Regions from separate parts of the Hordeum vulgare genome. Here regions 1 and 2 are each linked to region 3. The links are chromatin contacts, called in public Hi-C maps. All regions are on one chromosome and are shown on one strand. The core of a region is the stretch at or near the end of the contact, and the rest is flanking DNA. Distances in the headings are between cores, read along the strand shown. Region 1 holds the start of LOC123412162 (UPF0481 protein At3g47200-like). Region 2 has its middle 85 kb from the start of LOC123412162. Region 3 holds the start of LOC123411273 (protein MKS1-like).

Region 1 (3,540 bases), core at 654-3,153, 130 kb before region 3:
AGATGTCGAGAGGGTGGAGCCCGAGGTGATTGATGCCTACCAGGTGCCGGCGCCACGGACAGAGAGAATCGAGCACCAACCTGCTGACTCCTGAAGCATTCTATAGCAATCAGTTAGAACTAACATGGTTGCCTCCGTCTCCATTAACCATATATTTCAATAAGATATTAACAGGTTCAATATATAATGTTCCGATTAATCGGCATTATTGTTGTCTCCTTTTTTACTGGATGAATGTATGAATTTCCAACTTCTTAGAGCAAAAGTGCCGGCATGCTTTAATTCAAATTCTACTTCTACAATAAACACTAAAAAATAACTCGCGAAACTGGAATGTGAATTTAACACGAGCCGATTTTTCTAAGAATATACTACAAGTTAGTGAAATGATAACATTTTAATCACACAACAACTTGTAAAATCGGCTTGAGAATTTAACTCGACAGGCAGCTATTTTCATTCCATTCAGTCACTTTTTCTTACTGAAACGTTGTTCTTTGATTCCCCTTGTTCCCTCTATCCATCAGTTCGCGAGCTCGATGCCCCTACACATCGATCTCCAGTTCGCCACCGACGCATCAACAGTAAGTGATGAGAAGAGCTAAGATTACATCCCTTTCACACAGAGTGTGCCGACAATCTATCATGTCTATAATGTCTCTTTCATGCGTCGCCGTCGAGGTCGGCATGCAAGAACACTAGCTGAGCCATGCCTTCCACGCCAATTAAACTGAAGCCAGCACCAATCCAGTCAAGCCAACTAACTGAATCCAATCGAAATGCAGATAGAAGATCTTCCCGCAAAAAATAAGGCAGATAGCGAGATAGTACCAATCCGAGTGATCAATTAATATTGCTATGTTATGCTCCAGAGCAACCATATACGTTGCTCCCTCCAATCCATATGAATTGTTGCTGATTTAAGGAGTTCGTAAATATATCAGTAAAGTGAGATAAATTGTCGGTTTAAATCTGGTCGGTCGACGTTGATAAATTGTCTGTAAAGAAGGAAGGTGCAAAAAAATCATGGATGGATGTAGTAATAAAGTGAAAGAGTAGTACGGTACCTGATATCTGTCATGATCCATGACAACCAGGAGCCTCTGGAGGAGGAGAAGCGGCAGCTGGTTCTCCACGACGACCATGTCGGACTGGATGTAGTTCCAGAGGTAGAGATATCCGTACTTGCTGAAGACGGGGTCGTTGGGCGCGTAGTCCTCGTGCACCTTCCCCCGCAGCGCGTCCATCCTCATGGCCTCCACGAGGAAGCATCCGTCGGTGACCATGAGCTCCACGAAGCGCTCCCTGTTGTCGACGCCGCGCCACTCTTCGCCGAGGTCCTTGTAGGCGTCCAGCAGCTGCGTGGCCACCTCCGCCACGGCGGCGACGAACTCCCGCAGCGGCTTCCCGGAGCGCTTGACGAGGTGCACCACGGCGCGGCGCTTGTGCTCCTCCATGGGGAGCAGCTCCGGGTCGCCGTGGTGGAAGGGCCCCAGCGAGACCAGCTCCGGCTGGTACGCCTTGCTGTTGTGCAGGTTCTTGATCCGCTCCGGGACGCGGTAGACGGAGTGGCGCTTCCAGCGCGCCATCTCCACCGCCGGGTCGATGTTCATGTCGCCGATCGTCTTCTCCATCTCCACCACCCAGCTGCGGCCGCCGCCGCCGCCTGGGCTCGGGGTCAAAGCCAAAGCCGCATCTGCCGCCTCCACCGTCGGGTACTCGACCTTATTCGGGCCCAAGGTTGCCTCCCCCATTAATCACGCGCGCTCGTGTGTGGGTCTGGAATGCATGGCGCTCCGCTCAGCTCACCGGGCTTTGAAAGGTCTGGACGGAACGGGGGGCCAGCCAACTTGCACGTAGTACGATCACCAGTGGCCCGGACGGAGACGTGGTGATGCCCAGTGGACTGACGAAAACGCGCAAGTTGGCCGTGTACCGATGTGTCTCTGGATTCATCTCCGCCACAAGTTGCATGCTTACACGGGCTCCACCATACGCCCCCTTTGTGCATTACTCCAACCTTTGTGTGTGAACTGTGTATGTTATCGGCGGGAAAGCGAGCAGACCTGCCCGGCCCGATCACTGTGACAGCGCGAGAGCATATGCTAAATGGCTAATGCTAGTGCAGTGACGTGGCCACCAATAATAATATAACCTATACCGACGGGCGAGGTGTCCAGACTTAGCTGAGGAAGGGGATGCTGGCAGGGGCATTGGCCACCCTATGCTCTCACAAATATCTCTATATGTACTCATAATCCTTCACTTATCAAACAAAAATAGTTAGGTTTAGATGATTTGACCCTCTAACATTATATGACATGTTTTGTCCCCCTTTGCTACATCAAAAGCAGATACTCTCTACACTGCAGGAGAGACTGTTTGTCTGTTTTTACCTTTGGTCCAATCAACTTTTTTTCTTTCAAATGAGACCCTATCATTTACAACAACTCCATTGTCTCAGCCCACTTTAACGATCTGTGACTGTGTCACACGCACAGATCACGGTCTCCCCGTCGTTCTCTCCCTGTATCCTGCAGCCCTGTCCACCAACACCAAGCATCCGATGCGTGGACGGCGAGGCGAGATCTGGCGGCGAGGCGAGGTACTGGTCAGCGTATGACTAGCTAGGCTCCACCGGCGTCAGCCCTTTTCTCCGTTAATTATACTATATAATCCGTAGGAGTACAACCAGACCACCACCATAGGCCCCTGTCCCCACTAATTTGTTCTGTCCAGGCCCTCGGACCAGCGTTAATGCCTAGCTATATCATTTTTTTACCTACTTGTATCTGTGCCTACATGAAAAATAACTACACTCTACGGAGTGGGGCGTTTTGGAGCACGAGCTCCATGAAGCTCGTTTTTTTTAAAAAATTGAAAAATCATATTTTTAAGTTCAAAAAAATTCTGAAAAAAGCATACACGTTCGTATGTATGTGTTCTACATGTGTATAAAATCTAACGATGAAATACATTATGGTGCGAGCTACACAAAAAAGATAAATTCCTCCATTTTTTCTGTGAACAGTGAATGTATTGTTCACCCTTTCAAAAAACAGGACTTTGTATTTTTTATGTAGCTCTAGCCGTAATGTATTTCAGATTTCACATACATGTATTATACATCTGTATAAACGTGTGTGATTTTTTCAAAAAAATTTGAAACTTAAAAATATGATTTCCGATTTTTTCAAAAAATGAGCTCCGTCCTCCAAAAAGCATTTCCGCACTCTACGCAACTATATTTTATATATAGTTTGGTTTTGGTTGTCTGCATTTCTACTGTCTGCTCAGCATCAAGGAAGCAACTTGCTCGCGTTTGGTTGTCTGCCTTAGCCTCTTTCGAAACAGAATTTCGTTCCGTTTTATAGATAAAGCAATGACCAAACAAAAATATACGGTCAGACGATACAAAGTGGAGAGATAGCCCCCTTACAAAGTCGAACCCACAAAGAAATAAAGCACAGTAGGACCCTAGTACAACGCCACGCTACACCGTATACACCTAAGCTTCACGACAACGCCCTCAGCAGGGAT
Region 2 (3,096 bases), core at 242-2,741, 210 kb before region 3:
TATTATATAGAGCATGAAACTTTTATTAGTTAGATCATGGTTGTTCTACTGTACGTAGCATAACAATTTTTTATTTAGACCATGGAATTTCTATTAATTAGACCATGGCAATGTTCTTTGTCTTACAACTATTTGTTCTTTTGGACCATAGAAAACTATTGAACTTACTATGGGAAATCTATTTAACATAGCATGGTAAAATATATTTTTATGTATAATCAGATTTATTGACATGGCAAATTTCCACCTTCTCATGAGCACAATTTTTTTACAGCATATAGTTTGCCATGAGAGCATCATAGAAGTTTTATAAACATTGTATGATTTTTAGAGAAGCCAACATTTTCTTAGTTTGCCATGTTAATCACCCATAATTTTTATCTTTTTTTTGCATGACGTGGGAAAATATTTTTTCTGTTAAAGTTGCCATCTGACCATTCCAATTGTTTATAAATTACAGCATGGCGAATTTATTATTCCAGATAACATGGCACATTTATTTAACTATACCATTGTAAATTTATAAATTAGAGGATGATAATTTTATAAAGTATAGCATGGCAATTTTTAGAAATTAGAGCATGGTAGTTGTAAATGTTATCCCTATAAAATAATAATTTTCTTTATTGTTCGCAATTTGTTTTGTTAAAAAATTCAGTTATCTGGGCCTCTGTGAAAGGGCTTCTCAATGGCTGGATCCCTGCTGAAGTGAACACTCGAGAAAGGGCGTCTCGTTTGGATCTTGTCTCCCTCATTTTTTTTTTCTGGATCTTGCCTCAAAAAGAAATCGTTGGATCCCCACTAAAGCGAACGCTCGAGAAAGGGTATCTCGTTCGGCCGGCGTTCGCGGCCCTCACGCGCTGTCAGACAGCCTTGTAATATTTTTTCTCTTAGATTTGCTGTAACCATATATAAATTTGATGCAAAGGTTTGTCATTTTGCTACATTTTATTCATTCAGAAAACTACATCCATGCTTGATTGCAACTCGAGTTCGTTGAATTTTTGCTACAACTGACATTTTGACTTTTGTTCGCTGAATTGTTCCCTGAATATCTCGTTCGCTGAATTGTTCCTCGCCTAATTCCTTAGCGAACAAATCGTTCGCTCGAGGGAACCTCCAAAACTAGCGTCAGTCCGGTATTGCTTGCGGTTCTAATTTTAAAACCGAACAATTTTTTGTGTCTGTTTTCTAGAATGAATCTGCGTTAGTTTGCAAAAGGAAAATGGGTGCCACCTATAGGATAAGGTAGGAGTGGTTGGGCGTGGTACTGCATCGTGGCTATTTTTCACATTTTAACCACGAGGGGCAGGTAGCACAGACCAACGAGACGGCCGATCCTGACGCGTGATCAGCAGTCAGTCGACAAGCATCATTTTCCCAATATAAAAGTTGGCTTTGCGTTCGCATCACGTCGTCCATCGCTGCAGCCGCATGCGCTGCTGATCATAGGCCGGCGACAGGAGCTAGAGTAGCCCCAGCTTTATACATACAGGAAGGCGGACGCCGGAGAAGTCTCCCCTACTCCGATCTGTACGTCACGGGAGCCTACAGTTAACACAGGAAGCAGACGATCATGTTTAATGCAGCGTCTAACCCTAACAACAAGCTACTCGTGATGTGCTAGGACTACTGTGTGTCCCGTGCCCGACAGTCCATGGCAAGACGCCTGCTGCTACGCTGTACTATCACCGGCCAGAGCAACAGGTAACCAATCTATCTATCTGCACTCGAGCAAGTTGCGAGGGGGACTACTGCTCTTGTCACTAGTCACTCGCGACCGAAGTGCGAGGGAACTTGAACTCACTCCGCTTTGAAAGTTAGCTAGTGGATCAAAATTGGCAGTTGGGAGAAGGTGGATTCATCTTTTCGCTACTGTGATGTCACGACTCCTAGAATAAGTTCGGCACAACATGTTAAGCAGCAGCAAACAGCTCTAGATCGAGCATACAGTAGACCAAGTGGTACATACTCTCCGTCCCAACATTGTGCATTAGATATTTTTTATGTCAACCTTATAAATTTTTGACCAAATTTGTAGAACAAATTGTCAATGTCTAGAATACCAAATCAATAGTACAATTTGATCCGTTATGAAATATAATTTAATATGGTATACCTAGAATTTTTTTCAATAATCTTGACGAAACTTTGTGAAGGTTGACTTTCACAAAAATCAATGCACATTATATTATGAAATGGGGAAGTAGTATTTTCTTTTTTTATTGAATACAATACAATTGAAATGCTCAAATACACATAGAAATTACCCCAATGAACACATGAACACACACCTTACCCATATGAGCTTCTTCGAAACATCGAACCAACACAACATTTTGAGATTGACGAGATCACCACGGGTATCTCGTAGTCGATAGGAATGTCTCTTCGCACTGAGCAAACAATACCGAAGAGCTAAATTAAATTGAGGAAAATGCATGCAGTGACGGCAAACCTAAGACTTCACATTGATGGACTGGTTGCATCATAAGAAACCCCGATGGGAAAGTATTTCCATTTTGAGGGCACATAGGCGCTAATCATTGGCACACAAACAAGTGAAGAAAAACATCAATAAGTCAAGTAGACAGGACACGTTGATGACAACTAATTTATCGCAGGATGCTGAAAACATTTTAATTTATTTTCTATAAAACTTCACCAAGAGGGCAGGATGCTCCTCCAAATTCATAAAGAAGAATGAACTTGACTTTGTTTATAAGGAAAATTAGACAAAAACCACACAATTGCAAACAATCAAGCAAAACCCCGACCAAACCACAACCGGTCAACTCAACCTCCACCGTCTACTTGCCCGCTACCCAGAGAGAAGTGAACAAACTTTTGAAGATGCCTCTGGAAGGAAACATGACTCCCGCAAGAGGAGTCATCGACGGCATCGACCCTCGTCGATCAATAGAGTTTTCGCCCAGAAAACATTCAAGACTCCCCGTCAAAACATGAGGAAGGGTTTGGACGCACCAACAGCTGCAACGACAACCCAAAATACGAGCAACCATAACCTAGTACTATTAGAGAGGAGGAAACTTCGACGATGACTCCAAAGGAAAAGGCGCTACCACGTTATCATTG
Region 3 (3,535 bases), core at 111-2,610:
CATATATATGCGATGATCAAGCTGTAGATCACCGTATCTCCGTTGGATTAATTTAAATACGACACGCTTAATTTCCTCGAGCAGAAGTGGTTCGCATGTACACACGGCGGGGAAAATGGAACCACATATGTGCAGTCCAGCTAGCTAGTAAGTCAAGCACCATATGATATATATCTTGCATTTCTGCATATATGTTCTGTCAATTCAATCGCCCAATGCATTAGTTAGCTAGCTAGCTGCTCCTGCCAATTACAACTTGCAGCACCAACTAGAACGAATCAACAAATAAATCAATTTCATATCTCATGGGTGCACCGGTTATTACAATTAATGTACAGCAAGAACTGCAAACAAAGGTAAACAAAAAAAAATCAAAATCAAACACATAAAATCAATACTGCAAGAACCTAGCAGACTACTAATTAATTTACAGCTTGCCAAACCAGTCTAGACAACGCCGGGCCAATTTCGATCATCTCGTGCGTGAGGCGAGCGAGCATGCGTGTCCATCATGCAGAAAACCCTAATGCATATTGAGTTGGTAAAGACTTCTGACCATGTCGCGGGTTGACCGGCCCTCACCCGATTATTGCTGCTGAGATGATAGCGGCCCGAAGATGTCGAGGAAGCCGGACGGCGAGCCGAGCGCCGACGCGCCGCCGGGGCTCAAGAAATGGTCGCTGGCCTGGTGCAGCCACGGGGAGACCATGGGCGCCTCGCCCTTGAGCGCCCCGCCGCGGAGCGGGCTGAGGTCGTGGAACAGGAACCCCGTCGTCGGCGACGGCGACGGCCCCGCCCACGACGGCGGCACGTTCTGCTGCTGCTGTCTCGTGGCCGTCACCGAGACGGACACCGCGGGGCCGGGCCGGTTCAGGGCGCGGGCCTTGACGCGCACCGGCTGCGCCGCCCTCCCGGCTCTGTCGGTCGCGGCCCCCGGGGAAGACGTCGACGTCGACGCCCTCTCCCGCCCGTCCTCCCCGGCGACCTCCGGGCCCGTGAGCCGCTGCACGAGCGACATGAACTCGTGGGCCTCCACGTGGATCACCTTGGGGGACACCATGTAGATGATGACCGGCTTCCGGTTCTGCTGCTGCGCCGGCTTGCCGATCTTGCGCGACGCGCCGTGCACGCCGAGGGCCCTGTGCCGGACGTCGGCGTTGTCGTAGCTGGTGGTGGTGGCCATGGGAGGTGGAACACAAGGGAGCGCACGGGCCGGCGACAACGACGACGGGCGGATAGCTACCGGCCGGGGGTAATGGATAGCAGGATAGGTGCGACTTTGAGGCAGGCAGACACGGATGATCTTCTATCGGGACAGCTAGAGGTTAAACGTAACGATCTTCTATCAGCTACGGGGGCAAAACGGCTTATATAGCCATGGACAGCGTCCTCGCCTCCTTCCTGGCGTTTTAAAGGCTAAATCGAATGAGACAAGAGTGGTGCGGCGTGGCACGTGCCTCGTGTTCCATCCTGTGTGGTCGCCTCTCTCCGCAGCCATGGTTGTGTGCTCCGTCGTCGACACATGCATATATTTTTTACTGCTGGAACAATCCCGTTTGAAGTGCAATACCCCGGTTTTATTTACAGAGAAATATGATGTTTGGTAGCCACACCCACACGTTGTCTTCTGTACTTCTGTTCAGGTCAATTTTTCGTTCTTCGAATTTTACTCGGCGGTGCTGTCGCCCCTTTGATTCACATGAATGGATGGATGGAAGGGCTAGAGGATATCTTTCTCTCATCTCAGCTTCAGCTTCAAGACAGAAGTAAATGAATGGAAAGTTCGACTCATTGCCTCATTCCAAAATTCCTTTGCAAGAGACGTACCATGTTGGAACCTCATTAGCTCTAGCTCTAGATCAAGCAAATAGTTGTGCCAACAAGGAAGTTTTAATTTCTCCACAATTGACCTCTTCACGATTCATGTCGTATCTTTTTTTTTTTTTTTGCACTGCAATTAAGCATTTTGGAGTACTGATTTTTTTTTCATGACTTACACGAATGCCATACATTATAGAGTTTCTGTATTTGCCAATCCTATATTTCACACATGTATTACTATCTTATTTCTACTCTTCTTTTCTTTCTAATTCTCCATTTCCTTATCCTATGAATTAGAGGAGTCCTGAAAAAGAAAGAGGATTTGTGTGTCAAAGACTAAAGGAAACAAAATGCCAGATTCTTAATTGGACTAATATTGGACGAGTATTCGAGAACCGGAAGATATGGATGCCTTGAAGCAAGGTGATGAAATGATCCTTCTAAATGTTGTGCACATGATGTGCATGTGCATGACTAATTCCTCATGCATATGCTGGTTGTTGATCTAAATGATGGACAATGTATGATCTTTTTTGCTTTATTCCATGTTGTGTTGCTGGTCCTTGCGACGTCCATTGGTCGCTTACTAATAGACTATGTTCGTTAACACATTGGTTCATGTTTTCGCCTTGTAGTTTGTGTGCTGATGGTAGGCATACACAATGAGTTTCAAGTTTCTTCCTTCCCTGCTCCTTTTTGTTGTTGTAAAAACCATTCAAAAGTAAATGAAAGGTGATGCCCAGCTCCAAAACAATATTCTTCACATTTCCTGAGAAAAACTCCATTTGAACTATAACACCTTCCGTGGCGGGTATCATAACAATTACTATTATGCATGCGAGTGGCATACAATTAAATGAAGAAAAAGAAGTCAATATCATATCATTCTTACTTATCATAATAATTAATGATGTATTTCTATCTGTCATTCATGTAAAGAAAGTTAGGCCACATAAAACACTATCACATATCTCGCAATAAAACATATACCATATGATATTCTACACGATGAAGAGAGTATCAAACATCAATATCATATGCATGATACTCATGTAGGATACTCTGCATTAATGTAGTCTAAGGGCATCTCCAAGACGAACCCACAAAGTGCCCGCATCCGTCTGGGCCGCGCTGTCCGGACCACCGAAGCCATCCAACACAGGCCTGTATCACTCCGTGGGGCCGTCCGGATGTGTTTTCTTCCATAAACCGGAGATAGACGTGAGGAACTTCGCGGGAGTACGGACACCAAACATGAACTCCAACACACCCGGCCCACCCAAAACCCTTCCCGAACACCGCGCCTTCATCCTCCCCATTTTCTATTCTTCCTTCTTTTTCTCTTGCTTTCACCGCCACTCCACCATATTGGCCGCCACGCCACACCCCTAGCGGAACTCTACGTCTCTCTGGCCTCCAACGCTCCAGTGGGCTCCACCCCGCTTCTCCTCCGTCACCATTCCACCCCTGTCCTCCGACCACCCTGCTAGGTACCATCTACCACTACTATGCTCACCATGCGTGACAATTGTTCGATTAATTGCCGTAGCTGAAAACCGTTTCCCCTTCTTCTTTCTAGCAATGGATTTCGATTTGGAGTACATATACGAGTAGTATGTGGAGTCGTCTGATGACTCGTCGGACGAGGAGTACTTCAATGAGACGATGATGATGCATGCGGTCCATAAAGACGCGGAGCGTGCGGAGGAGCATG

Evidence for each region. A called contact is a pair of places that touch in the nucleus more often than the background predicts.
Region 1: a Hi-C map of seedling shows a contact between it and region 3, with 5 times the contacts expected there. The contact joins the promoter of LOC123412162 here to the promoter of LOC123411273 in region 3. A contact is called at or near these places in 4 of 6 Hi-C or Micro-C datasets (leaf and seedling) and 1 of 1 datasets of contacts at active chromatin or transcription factors (embryo).
Region 2: a contact with region 3 is called in a Hi-C map of leaf, with 2.9 times the contacts expected there. The contact joins the enhancer-like site here to the promoter of LOC123411273 in region 3. A contact is called at or near these places in 5 of 6 Hi-C or Micro-C datasets (leaf, seedling and an unstated tissue).

What each region holds. Positions count from the first base shown.
Region 1 is chr7H:525,090,815-525,094,354 of MorexV3_pseudomolecules_assembly, forward strand. It overlaps LOC123412162 (UPF0481 protein At3g47200-like), which reads right to left and starts at 1,904. Exons shown (of 2, transcript XM_045105105.1): 1 at 1,068-1,904; 2 at 1-100. The coding sequence starts at 1,754.
Region 2 is chr7H:525,006,345-525,009,440 of MorexV3_pseudomolecules_assembly, forward strand. No RefSeq gene overlaps it. Among protein-coding and RNA genes, the nearest start is that of LOC123412162, 85 kb to the right of the region's middle. Within about 2 kb of position 1,492, at least 2 of the 3 cell types and tissues checked have open chromatin away from gene starts, as enhancers often do. A contact at or near this core is called in leaf, where this site is marked.
Region 3 is chr7H:525,220,524-525,224,058 of MorexV3_pseudomolecules_assembly, forward strand. LOC123411273 (protein MKS1-like) reads right to left here and starts at 1,361. Exons shown (of 1, transcript XM_045104203.1): 1 at 146-1,361. The coding sequence starts at 1,183. The coding sequence ends at 587.